Regions from separate parts of the Bicyclus anynana genome. Here region 1 is linked to region 2. The links are chromatin contacts, called in public Hi-C maps. All regions are on one chromosome and are shown on one strand. Each heading gives the region's core, a stretch centred on a gene start, on an enhancer-like site or on the middle of the called end of the contact. The rest is flanking DNA. Distances are from core to core; before and after follow the strand shown. Region 1 overlaps LOC112046673. Region 2 overlaps LOC112046692 (amyloid-beta-like protein).

The links. Hi-C and Micro-C count contacts between places; a contact is called where the count stands out from the background.
Region 1: a contact with region 2 is called in a Hi-C map of whole body, with 2.0 times the contacts expected there. The contact joins two enhancer-like sites. A contact is called at or near these places in 2 of 2 Hi-C or Micro-C datasets (whole body and whole larva).

The regions. Positions count from the first base shown.
Region 1 is chr16:4,555,072-4,561,419 of ilBicAnyn1.1, forward strand. All of the region lies in intron 1 of LOC112046673, which reads right to left. Among protein-coding and RNA genes, the nearest start is that of LOC112046673, 97 kb to the right of the region's middle. Within about 2 kb of position 2,085, at least 7 of the 8 cell types and tissues checked have open chromatin away from gene starts, as enhancers often do.
Region 2 is chr16:4,507,438-4,513,126 of ilBicAnyn1.1, forward strand. It overlaps LOC112046692 (amyloid-beta-like protein), which reads left to right. Exons shown (of 17, transcript XM_024083417.2): 17 at 1-639. Among protein-coding and RNA genes, the nearest start is that of LOC112046673, 140 kb to the right of the region's middle. Within about 2 kb of position 2,839, at least 7 of the 8 cell types and tissues checked have open chromatin away from gene starts, as enhancers often do.

The DNA.
Region 1 (6,348 bases), core at 835-3,334, 47 kb after region 2:
GAAGGCAGAGGTCATATTCACTGGGCTCGAATATGAGTTCCTAATGAAAGTTTTTTATTATTTGTGTTGTATGTACGACAATGATTGAATAAAACTGTTAAATCTATACTTAGGTACTCGTATTTAGAACTGTAAACAGATTGAAGATATTTTGAAAATATCTGTTGGAGGTTGTAAAGTAGCCAAACATATATTTTTTTGTCTTACAATATTTTGCTAATTCTGTATATTAAAGATATTTTGAAAATTTCTGTTGGAGGCCATTATATGATACTTAAGTCAAATATATATTATTTTTTGACAATATTTTTGTTGACCAGGCGTCACGCTGAAACTACTGAATGAATTCAAATGAAACTTGGCACGATTTAAAACAGGGGGTTGAAATCTATTTCCAAGCGAACGAATAGTCCGCTAGTGAATAAATAAGAAAATTACAAGCAAACAACTTTATGTATGAACGTTCTTTAGAGTGTTTAGATAATGTCAGTACTGTGATCTGTGCATTTTCACATCGAGCGAGCGTCGGGCGCTCGGCGGCTTGTGACACTTAGTTACGTAATTAAAATACGAGATCGCAACAACGGAATCATGTTTTGCAATGGCGACAAACCTCGAAACCGTCGAATCTCTTTTACTTTTAAACTGTTATTTAACTTATATTTTACTTAATACTACCGCGTTTTACTCGCGTAGTTCACGTACCCGTAGGAATACGGAATAAAATATAGCTCTATGATACTTATCATTATGACATTTAATTTATTCGATTTATTTTTCATTTTCGTATATCATTTTAAAGTTTTGTTCTGTAAATTGTAAAACTTTATTTATGGTTTGCTAGTTAAATAATAACAAAATTAAAAACAACGTGCCTTATAAGTAAAAGAAATCTGGATATTTGGAAAATCGGTTCCGATTTTTGAATTTGGAATTAGATTCTTTTTAATTTATCGCCAAAGCGTAACTAAATTTAATGAGATCTATATGTATGATGTATTTACTACAAACAGAAAAATTTGACGTTTCACAGTGCTTGTAAACTAAGCCCATTGATTTTTGTATTAAGAATTTCGATTTTTTTTGTATTTAACGCCAATGCATAAACCGTAAATGAGATCGCTGAAGTCAAGTTGATCGCGATCGCGTCGCATGGAACAGATAGGTGTACAATGAATTAGTTACTACAAACAGATAAATCTGACGATTCAATGTGCTTGTAAACTAAGCCTGCTTGATTTCTAAATTCCGAATTTCGTTTTTTTTTTAAATTTATACTGAAGGCAAGTTGATGGCGAGTGGTCGCGAGACACAGATGGGTAAACAATGATTACATAATATGTTAGTGATTAGTTACTAGAAACAGAAAAATGTGACGTTTCAAAGTGCTTGTAAACTAAGCCTACTTGATCTTTGAATTTAGAATTTCTTTTTTTTTATTGGACGCAAATACATACAATACAATACGGTAAATGAGATCGCTAAAGTGTAGTTGATCGTCGCAAGTCACGTGGCACTGAATGATTAAATACGTTAATGATTAGTCACTTCAAACGAGGTCTATTCTTCAAACAGAAAAATCTGACATTTCAAAATGCTTGTAAACTAAGCCCATTTTTTAGCAGACTTTAAAGTGATTAAAAAAATAAGAAAACTAATGTCAAACAAAGGTTATGATTCACAACATTTGTCAGGACAACTTAATTACCATATCAAACTGTAAGCAAAATAAGACTCTAGAATGGCAGAGAATGACCTTGAGTGGAGTCACGCACTTGTGAACGATGTGTGTAGGGTTAAAGGCGCCTTTGACAGATATCTAACACTCCCCTTTTCCACTCAAGTCACTCTCCCCGCCTATCCCAAGTAATCCATAAAGAATTACACAACAAGAGATGTGGAAGGCTCGAATGCCACGAGCACACTGAAGCCGTTGCAACGCGGTGATAACACATTGATTTTTAAATTTTGAATTTCATTTTTTTTTAAATTATCGCCAATGCATGAACCGTAAATGAGATCGCTAAAGTCAAGTTGATAGCGACTCGTCGCGTGGCGCGGAAGTGGGGCACGGGCGGCCTTGCGCGCCGCGCCGAAGGTGAAAGTCTTACATTACGAGCCGCAGCCGAGGCCCAACATCCTTCTGTATTCGGGTTAAACTGTGTCGTTTCATTATCTATATCTATCTATCTATACTTATATTAAAACTGTAACAGGTCAAATTCTATGCATCGTCATCATCAATAAATATATCAACCCATATTCGGCTCACTGCTGAGCTCGAGTCTCCTCTCATCTCGTCTCATGAGAGGTGTTAGGCCAATAGTCCACCACGCTGGCCAAATGCGGATTGGCAGACTTCACACACGCAGATAATTGAGAAAATTCTCTGGTATGCAGGTTTCCTCACGATGTTTTTCCTTCACCGTTTGAGACACGTGATATTTAATTTCTTAAAATGCACACAACTGAAAAGTTGGAGGTGCATGCCGGTTTCGAACCCATACCCTCTGGAATCGGAGGCAGAGGTCATATCCACTGAGCTATCACGGCTCTGCTAATATTATAAATGCGTGCGCCGTACTAATATTATAAATGCGAAAGTTTGAATGTTCGGATGTTTGTTCCTCTTTAACGCCGCAACTATTGAACCTGACCTGATACTGAACTGAACTTTACTCTGTATTAACACTTAGGTCTGTCCCGAAAAAATCCATGGTTTGCCAAGATTTGCAAAAACTGATGATTTTGATAGTATGAATGTTTGTTACTCTTTCACGCCGCGACTACTGAACCGAATTAACTCAATTTTTGAAATGTATATAGATTATAGCCTAGAATAACACATAGACTACTTTTTAACCCTAAAAAAATTATAGTTTTACGCAAAATTGAATTTCACGCGGAAGAAGTCGCGGGCGTCCACTAGTCTACACTATTTACATCGAAAATTTAACTTTTAAAGTAATATAAAGCCTCAATAACTCAACGGTAAAGCTGTCGGACTTATCGAGTGGTTCGATCCCCAGCTGGGCCGATTGAGGTTTTCTTAATTGATCCAGGTCTAAAACTTTCAAAACAATCTTTCAACCCCTATTTCTCCTCCTATTTTTATTTCTTTTACAAAAAGTACTATGTTTTACTCCAAAGTCTCATTTACCATTTATCATTTGGAGTGTATGCCATTGCGGTCAAGTTATGATGATGTATATGAGTATTCGTAGAATAACCTATGGAAGAAACCTACAGTAGTCATCGCTTCTCAGTTATCTCTTGCTAACAAAGATAAGGTAACGTTGCACGCGTATATTCCTGGGTATGTAGCCATGTACGTCGATTCTGTTTCTACGATCGCAAACGCTTCCAAAATTAAATTATGTGTGGGAACATACATACATGTTAAATACTGTTAGATTTGTTAGTAGGTCATGAAAAGGCGATCAAAAGAGGAAATTTCCACATCTCAATGTTAGTGTTTTGGTCAACAATGAACATTATTTAAACAAATAATACCTATATATCGTCTACAATGTCCAGTTGTGTGTTCAGGAAATGTAAAACCTGCATATACATAAATAAATAATGGAATTAAAGACAAAATTGTGCATGTGTGCGTTCAGTTTTGTAGGGACGTAACCGATTTATAGTATAAAATTATCATTGTGTGGGAATGACATTTGCTATCGACAGGTCAGGTGATCAAGTTAACGATTGGATCTGTCATTCCCATACATTTTTTTAGTTTTCGAAGCGTTAGCGTTTGTAGAAAGAGAATTGACGTGCCACATGGCTAAGGTGCCTGTTAGTTTAAATATAATGGAGTCGAGTCTCGTATTGAGCCATCATCTCTATTTAAAACATAGATATAACTAGCGGAATGATAACGTTCCGGGCCACGGACGTTTTGCATTTAGCTAGACGTATAAGACTTTTTACGGTGAAGGAAAACATCGTGAGGAAACCTATACCTGAGAATTTTCTCAATTCTCTCCGTGTGAAGTCTGCCGAACTATTGACTATTAGTCTTACCCTTCTCATTCTGAAAGGAGACTTGTGCTCAACAGTGAGCCGAATATGGGTTGTTAATGATGATGATACTAAGAGCCTCCCGCTGTACTGGAACGTTAAAACACTTGGCGGTACGTCTTTGCCGGTAGGGTGGTAACTAGCCACGGCCGAAGCTTCCCTAGGTCAGTACACGTTAAAAACTTTCAAAACAATCTTTCAACCCCTATTTCTCCTCCTATTTTTATTTCTTTTACAAAAAGTACAATATGTTTTACTCCAAAGTCTCATTTACCATTATACCAAAATTCATCTTGAACGGTTCACCCATTTAACCGTGAAAGGTAACAGACAGTCAGACAGACTTACTTTCGCATTTATAATATTAGTATAGATATTGTATTAATAACAAATTGGTAAATCTATACTAATATTATAAAGCTGAAGAGTTTGTTTGTTTGTTTGCTTAAACGCGCTAATCTCAGAAACTACTAGTCCGATTTGAAAAATTCTTTTGATTTTAGATAGCCCATTTATCGAGGAAGGCTAAGGCTATATAATATCCCCGTATTTATGTTTGTGTATTTTGTGACGCCATTATTTTCGTATGTGTATTCGTGGATAGTATCGTTGTTTACATGTTTAAACTATTTTTACGTTTATTTTTAGATTTAAGAAATAATATGTAAATGTTAACTATCCCTAAGAAATAAAAATAAAAAATAATAAAAAAATAAAATATTTCTATGGGAACTGGAACCACGCGGGTGAAACCGCGCGGCGTCAGATAGTTTTGTATATGCCCACAATTCAAAGAACATTTCATCCAAACCTTACAAGAATTCTATACAAAAAACCCTCCACAAACAATGACAACGACCGATAAACATATTTAAGCCGAAACAAAACGATAGTTTGACAATATTCCACCAGATTATCATCTGTTTATCTATGGTCGGCGTGACGTCGAGATAACGGTTACGTTTCATTACTTGTTATCTTTGCTAAAAAAACATATGACACGTGAGGAATGTATCTGTTTTGTATCCAGTATACTAAAATAATAACTGCTTCGACTCTCCAGATGGCCTATTCACTATTTTGGTATTTATTACCAACCTATTAAAATAAACATCAAATCAATTGACAAACTGTCATCTACATACTTTATGATATCCACCTATCCACCAGCTAGCCTATTCACTATTTTGGTCTTTATTATCAACCTATTATTAAAATAAACGTACTACCTACTATATACGATATCCACTAATAGGCACCGGATGACTGTTACATATAATCTCAATTTCGTATATGTCAAGTAGCATTGAATTTGCATGAATTAGCCTGCTGTGTGAAGTCTTTGAAAGCTAATGAAGCTATGAAATACTGAGCCTTTATTTTTCATGAGAAAAAGAAGAACAAACATCACAGAATACTACTACTCCCGTTTATATAAGGTATTTATAGATAATAACCTAAAATTTAAAATTTTGAAAACTTCCGAAAGTTATGAAATTGTTAATTACACTCTCGATCAAGTCATCAATATTTTCTTTCAGTTCGCATTCATTTGAGACCCCACTTGAGTATATTTGTAGACATTCGGTTATTCCCCACTTTCACCCCCACAACTTTTAAACGGCTCAACCGATTTTCATCAAACATATCTAAGAACACTCGCACAAAAAAAAACTAAATTGATATTGCTTCATCCGTTCGTCAGCTATGTGCCACAGACAGACAGACACGTCAAACTTGTAACACTCCTCTTTTCGCGTCGGAGGTTAAAAAATATCGTTTGCCTACAATTTTATCAGTAACGTACCTTCAAACCAAAACACAACGTAGACAGTGTATACGAAAGCAAATACACCTATAATAATCTATACTAATACTATAAAGCTAAAGAGTTTGTTTGATTGAACGCGCTAATCTCAGGAACGACTGCTCCGATTTGAAAAATTCTTTCAGTGTTAGATAGCCCATTTATCGAGGAAGGCTATAGGCTACATATACCCCGTACTCTTACGGGAACGAGAACCACGCGGGTGAAACCGCGCGACGTCAGCTAGTATTTTATAAATTAGCTCAAGTATGCTGGTGATAGACATAGGCTGTGGCTATATTGGAAATGACGTACTGCTGAGCTCGCTGTACGTCATTGCCAATATAGCCACGGCTCCCTGTTAAGCACGAGTCTCCTCTAATAAAAAGAGGCGTTAAGTTCATAGTTCACCTCGCTGGCCCAATACGGATTGGCCGATTCCTCACGATGTTTTTCCTTCACTTCAAATTTAATTATCAACGTATTCCTACGGGAACGGGAACCACGCGGGTGAA
Region 2 (5,689 bases), core at 1,589-4,088:
ACGCCGTAGTTAAGATGTAATTCTGCCTCAGTATTATATACATTTAAGCTTATTTGTTACATAAGCTAATTTATATACACTTAATTCTATTTGTTTACAAGCGTTGTGACGTTGCTACGTTAAGAAATTCATATCAGACGCGTCACGGCGCTTTGAGTCCTTTCACTACGATGCCTGCAGTAGTTCGGGAACAGAATAACAGATGGCGTTGCTCGAGTCGTAACTGGAGATACGGTGGCGCCCGCTCGTGGCTTGTAAGTTGTACGGCATCTAAGTAAGTTTACTCACTGTATAACGTAAGTTTAATCCTGCAATCAAGTAACCGCTGTATTTTTACTAATAACTAAGTAACGAGCCGACCACTTATTTTTTTAACAAAACTTTTGCTCAAAATCTGCTGTCTCTCGTCGGTATTGATGATAATTCCAATCGATGTTTATAAAATAAATGAAATAATAATTATTCGATGTCAACATTATTCGATGTTAGTAGTTTTTACCCTGGTTTGTGTAACGTCAGATCACTGTTTCACGTATTTTGAAGATATTATAATAAATGGTTTGAAATTTTTTGTGTTTCCTGTGCTACATTTTATTGTGAGTTCGAAGTTCAAATTGAATCAATAAATAGGAATTAAAATATTGGTGTTTTACTGGCGTATCGCCTATCCTATCGTATCCTACGAGTATTCACCACCACAGCCCCCGCAGGGCTGATCCCCTCGGTCTCGCCAACTAGATGGCCACGACCACTGCCATTAGGCGCAATGACCAGTGGCGTTAACATGCGACCAAGTGTAGAGAAATAGACAAAACATTGTTCAATGGCGATGGTCCCACTCCCATCTCAATCATCTCATTTGTCCCAACGCAATTAGAGAGATAACGGTATTTCCGGTTGCACCGCTATTGGTTGAAATTTGTCTATTTCGTTGGTCACGTTTAGCGCCGCAGGTTAACTGAAGATTAAGGAAACGTTGCATTTGACCACACAGACCGGCACGGTCATTGCAACCGATAGGATGGCAAATATGGCCTGGCCACACATTATTAGGGTAGACATAAGGTAGACATCTACAATCATATCAAACTTAATTATTACAATACTTTGATTATATAGACGTATATATAACCAAAGTTACAATATAAATTTTGTGTAGTACATGTAATAAGGGTCCGAAATATATCGATATCAATTAATATTGAAGTATTTTTTTATAAAACTTAATTTAAAAATCACGTATTTCTTCAAAGTTTCCAAACGTCAAAAACACTGTCGTCCAGTTTGTGATGTCATACACACTTGATGTACTAAACGTCAAACTAATTATTTACTAATAGTTTTCTCTTCTTTTTAGTCACTTTTTCTTTTTGACTCTGTTTGTAAGGGATTTATTATAGTGACGTCATGAAACATTTTAAATATAGACTGTCATGGCCGACAGGCGTTTTGGCTCGTATTGTCAAAACATATTTAAAAAGTATATTTTCATCTAACCACGTCTCGAAAAAAATATGTTTTTTTTTTCAATCTAATAGCATGTTAATGAACTACTTAAGACCATTTGAATAAAAAGTGTCAACTAGCCTATTGGTCGCTTCACGACCGGTCGTGGTCGTAGAAAGCCCACGACTGGTGCAATAGGCTAGTTGACACTTTTTTTTTTAATTTTTCTTCGTGCTATTAGATCGTTTAAAATGTATTATGTATTTGATGACTTAAATATACTCAAATTATTATTATAGTATATTTACTTTTTATTAAACGCCAGAAAACGCTGTCTGCCGTGATGGTCTGGTTAACTGTGCCATTTCGTCAGCAGGTTTTGTTTACTACTTTTCGCCTTTCAGTTTCTTATGATTTTTAATATTTGTAACAAAAGTATAGTAATTAAGATCGTTTTGCAAAAATAAATATTATTATAAAAACAAAAAACCCGACTGCCTAAGCGAAATGAACTGAAAAGAGGAAAACAAGTATCACAATATCGATAAAAAGTTCTGACTAAATTCATTATGTTGCCGCATGCGGTGACAAACATTGGCATTTCGTTCTTTGCCCGTAAGAAGTCTTATTTGTCCCTAATATATTCAACTTGAGTTTCTAATTTCATTTATTATTTTGTATTAAAATTGGTGTACCTATTTCGGAGCCGTGTTTAAATACCTACCTAATAGGTACCTACTTTACAAAATCAATATTATAAGAGTCATCATCATCATCATATCAGCCGATGGACGTCCACTGCAGGACATAGGCCTTTTGTAGGGACTTCCAAACATCACAATACTGAGCCGTCTGCATCCAGCGAATCCCTGCGACTCGCTTGATGTCGTCAGTCCACCTGGTGGGGGGTCGGCCAACACTGCGCTTACTAGTGCGGGGTCGCCATTCCAGCACTTTGGGACTCCAACGTCCATCGGCTCTTCGAACTATGTGCCCCGCCCATTGCCACTTCAGCTTCACAACTCGTTGAGCTATGTCGGTGACTTTGGTTTTTCTGCGGATCTCCTCATTTCTGATTCGATCAAGCAGAGACACTCCTAACATAGCTCGTTCCATCGCCCGCTGTGTGACTCTGAGCCTTCTTATGAGGCCCATAGTTAGCGACCAAGTTGGATTCGACGGTTCACCTCTTTCTCGAAATTGGACCTACCTAACTGGTAACTAAATTATAAGAGTAAACTACTCTAATATGTCAGCTTTACTGATCTCTTTTACCCGCCTTGAAATAGATAGAAAAAGACGCCAAGATGGTGGGCACTTGAATAATTCCGATTTTGGCCGCGCGCAAACTTATTGTGCGTGCACTATAGTCGCAAATCGCCGCAGCCCAACGGTAGCTTTTACGACAACGGTCAACGACTAAAGTGTTTTTCAGACAGCATGGGTACCGTGACAGTCGCCTATATAACGTTACGTACTAGATTTAGATTTATTAGATATATTTCAACTTAGATTTGTTAACCCAAGTTATAACATCAGCTTGTGACATCCAGTCCAGCCTATTCAGAGATTAGTCGAATCTGGCTGAACCAATTTTCACGGAACTTTCAGCGCCAGGTAACTGATGTTACAAGAAATAACATGGGTTTTATTTTATCTATGTACTGTAATCACATGTGAATGAGTGCTACCACGCGGGTTAAACTCAAGATTGCAATGAAAGTACACTTGTACAGATAGAAACAAAAATTCAACCACATATTTTCCACCCATATAAGAAGTGTTAAAATTACTATTTACTAACATCATTTGAAATTATCGCCATCTGTCGGCGAATAAACAAACTGCGATGATAAAAATGGTTCACATCTAAGTTCGACTGAAGGTCTCAAATATTAACACTATCTTCAACTAGATGGCGTTAGTAGATACGTATTTCACTATTTTCCTTTTGTTTGGGAGTTATGTCGAATGATAACAAGTATTGAGGAATGCGTGTCTTATTTTGTCAATGGAATCGCTTGCTCGCATCCCATTTAAGTTTATAGCATCCCAGATAAAAGAATAAAACTCTAAAGTAAACTGTAACGACACTCAAAACTCTGAACTTAGAATTGACTTTCTAATTTTGAAATATTAGGAACATTTTACATCAATGTTGTTAGTAAAAAGAAGTGTTTTTAGTAAAAAAACTTGTTCTTGAAGAATAAATAAACAAACCTCGGGTATTTTGAAGTCGTAATTAACTACTAATTGAGAGAAGGTAGGTATTTATCTGTTAACCTTTAACCTTTAAAATAAAATCTGTTGACAAGGTTTGTTTATAAGGATCGTCCTAAGAATTGCGTATGGAAGTAGAAAGGTCACCTAAGAATAGATATTAATTGGTGAGGATGGAAAATGCTTTGAAGTAATAGGTAAAAGCTTTCACAAAATAAGGTAAGGCAGGGTGTAAGTACCATAGCTGCTTGTACCTACTCTGGAATATATTGTAGGTACCTACTAGCGGACGCCTGCGACTTCGTCCGCGTGGAATTCAGTTTTTCACCAATCCCGCGGCATCTATGGATTTTTTCGGGATGAAAAGTAGCCTATGTGTTAATCCAGAATAAAATCTATTTCAATTACAAATTTCAGCCAAATCGCTTCAGTAGTAGCGGCGTTAAAGAGTAACAAACGTCCAAACAAACATCCATATAAACATTCGCGTTTAGAATATTAGTAGGATTCTTTGACATGGGTATGTATTCTTTGAGATACGTAGGTACCTACCTACATACCTATGTATCACTATCATAGGTACCAATTTTGAAATTCATAAGATTCTGAAGTCAAATTATTATAAGACTATATGGAATGGAAAGGTCCTGGGTTTGATTTCTGGAGCCGGAATTTCTCAAAAAGCACGTTGGGATGTCCGTTTCACTTTTTTGTACCATTAAAGATCATATTTTCTGATTGTCATCATCATAGCCATTACCTACTTCGAAGAGCGATGAGTGTTAGGGTCCGAAGGTGCTGGAATGGCGACCCCGCACTGGTAAGCGCAGTGTTGGTCGACCCCCACCGACTGGATGACGACTGACGACATTAAGCGAGTCGCAGAGGTTCGCTGGATGCAGGCGGCTCAGGATTTAAATGTTTGGAAGTTCCTATGTCCTGCAGTGGACGTCCATCGGCTGATATGATGATGATGAGGATGATGAAGATTAGCTTATTTTCCTACTATAAGTAAGTAATCTGCTTAATTTAATCATAACATAACATCGTCACTCATCTAGTAAAACCAATCTCTTCTTAATATTCACTTAAAAACGTACGATTAGTTACGCATACAGCACTTATCCTCAATATTGTCACTTGTTATCAGAAAGACAAGGTGATAAGCCGATATTATGTAAAACGATTTTATTATATCGACTATCACAAAATTTTCTGACATATGCGATAACCCATAAAAATCGCAGTAAACTGTTTGATACTTTTTGGTATAAGGAGATGTGAAGGTTAGATCTACCCCACTTTATTACTGAAAGTTTGTCCATGCTCCTACCGCAGATTCTTAAATCTATACTTATAATAAATCTGTATAAAGGTCAATTTTGTACATGAAATATATTTCCAAAATAACTATCAGGGGGTGATTAGTGATCGATACTGATGCTAAAAATGCAATCAGTAAAATTTTTGTCTGTCTGTATGTTCGATATAGAAACAAAAACTACTCGACGGATTTTAACAAAACTTGGTGCAATTATTCTTCATACTCCTGGGCAGGTTGTAGTATACTTTTCATCACGCTACGATCAATAGGAGCAGAGCAGTGAAGGGAAATGTTGGAAAAACGGGAGAAGTTACTCCATATTTACAGCGATACTACTGAAAGGGGTGGATTAAAAAGGTCTAAGGGTAATGATAACCTTTTAAATCTTTGGGATAGGACCTACCAAAAAATTCATGTCAATTGCCAGAAACAATCTGTAGATTTATGACATTTTTTGTAACATTAGGTAGCCGTTAACTGTAAAATTAAAATTCTATAGTTAGTCAATTTAGTCTACCTACCTATCTAATATTTAACTACTAGCAGACGCCTGCGACTTCGTCCGCATGAGATTAATTTTTTCACTAATCCCGTGGGATCCTTGGATTTTTCCAGGATGAAAGTAGCGTGTGTGTGAGATGTGTTAATCCAGAGTAAAATCTATTTCCATTCCAAATTTCAGCCAAATCGCTTCAGTAG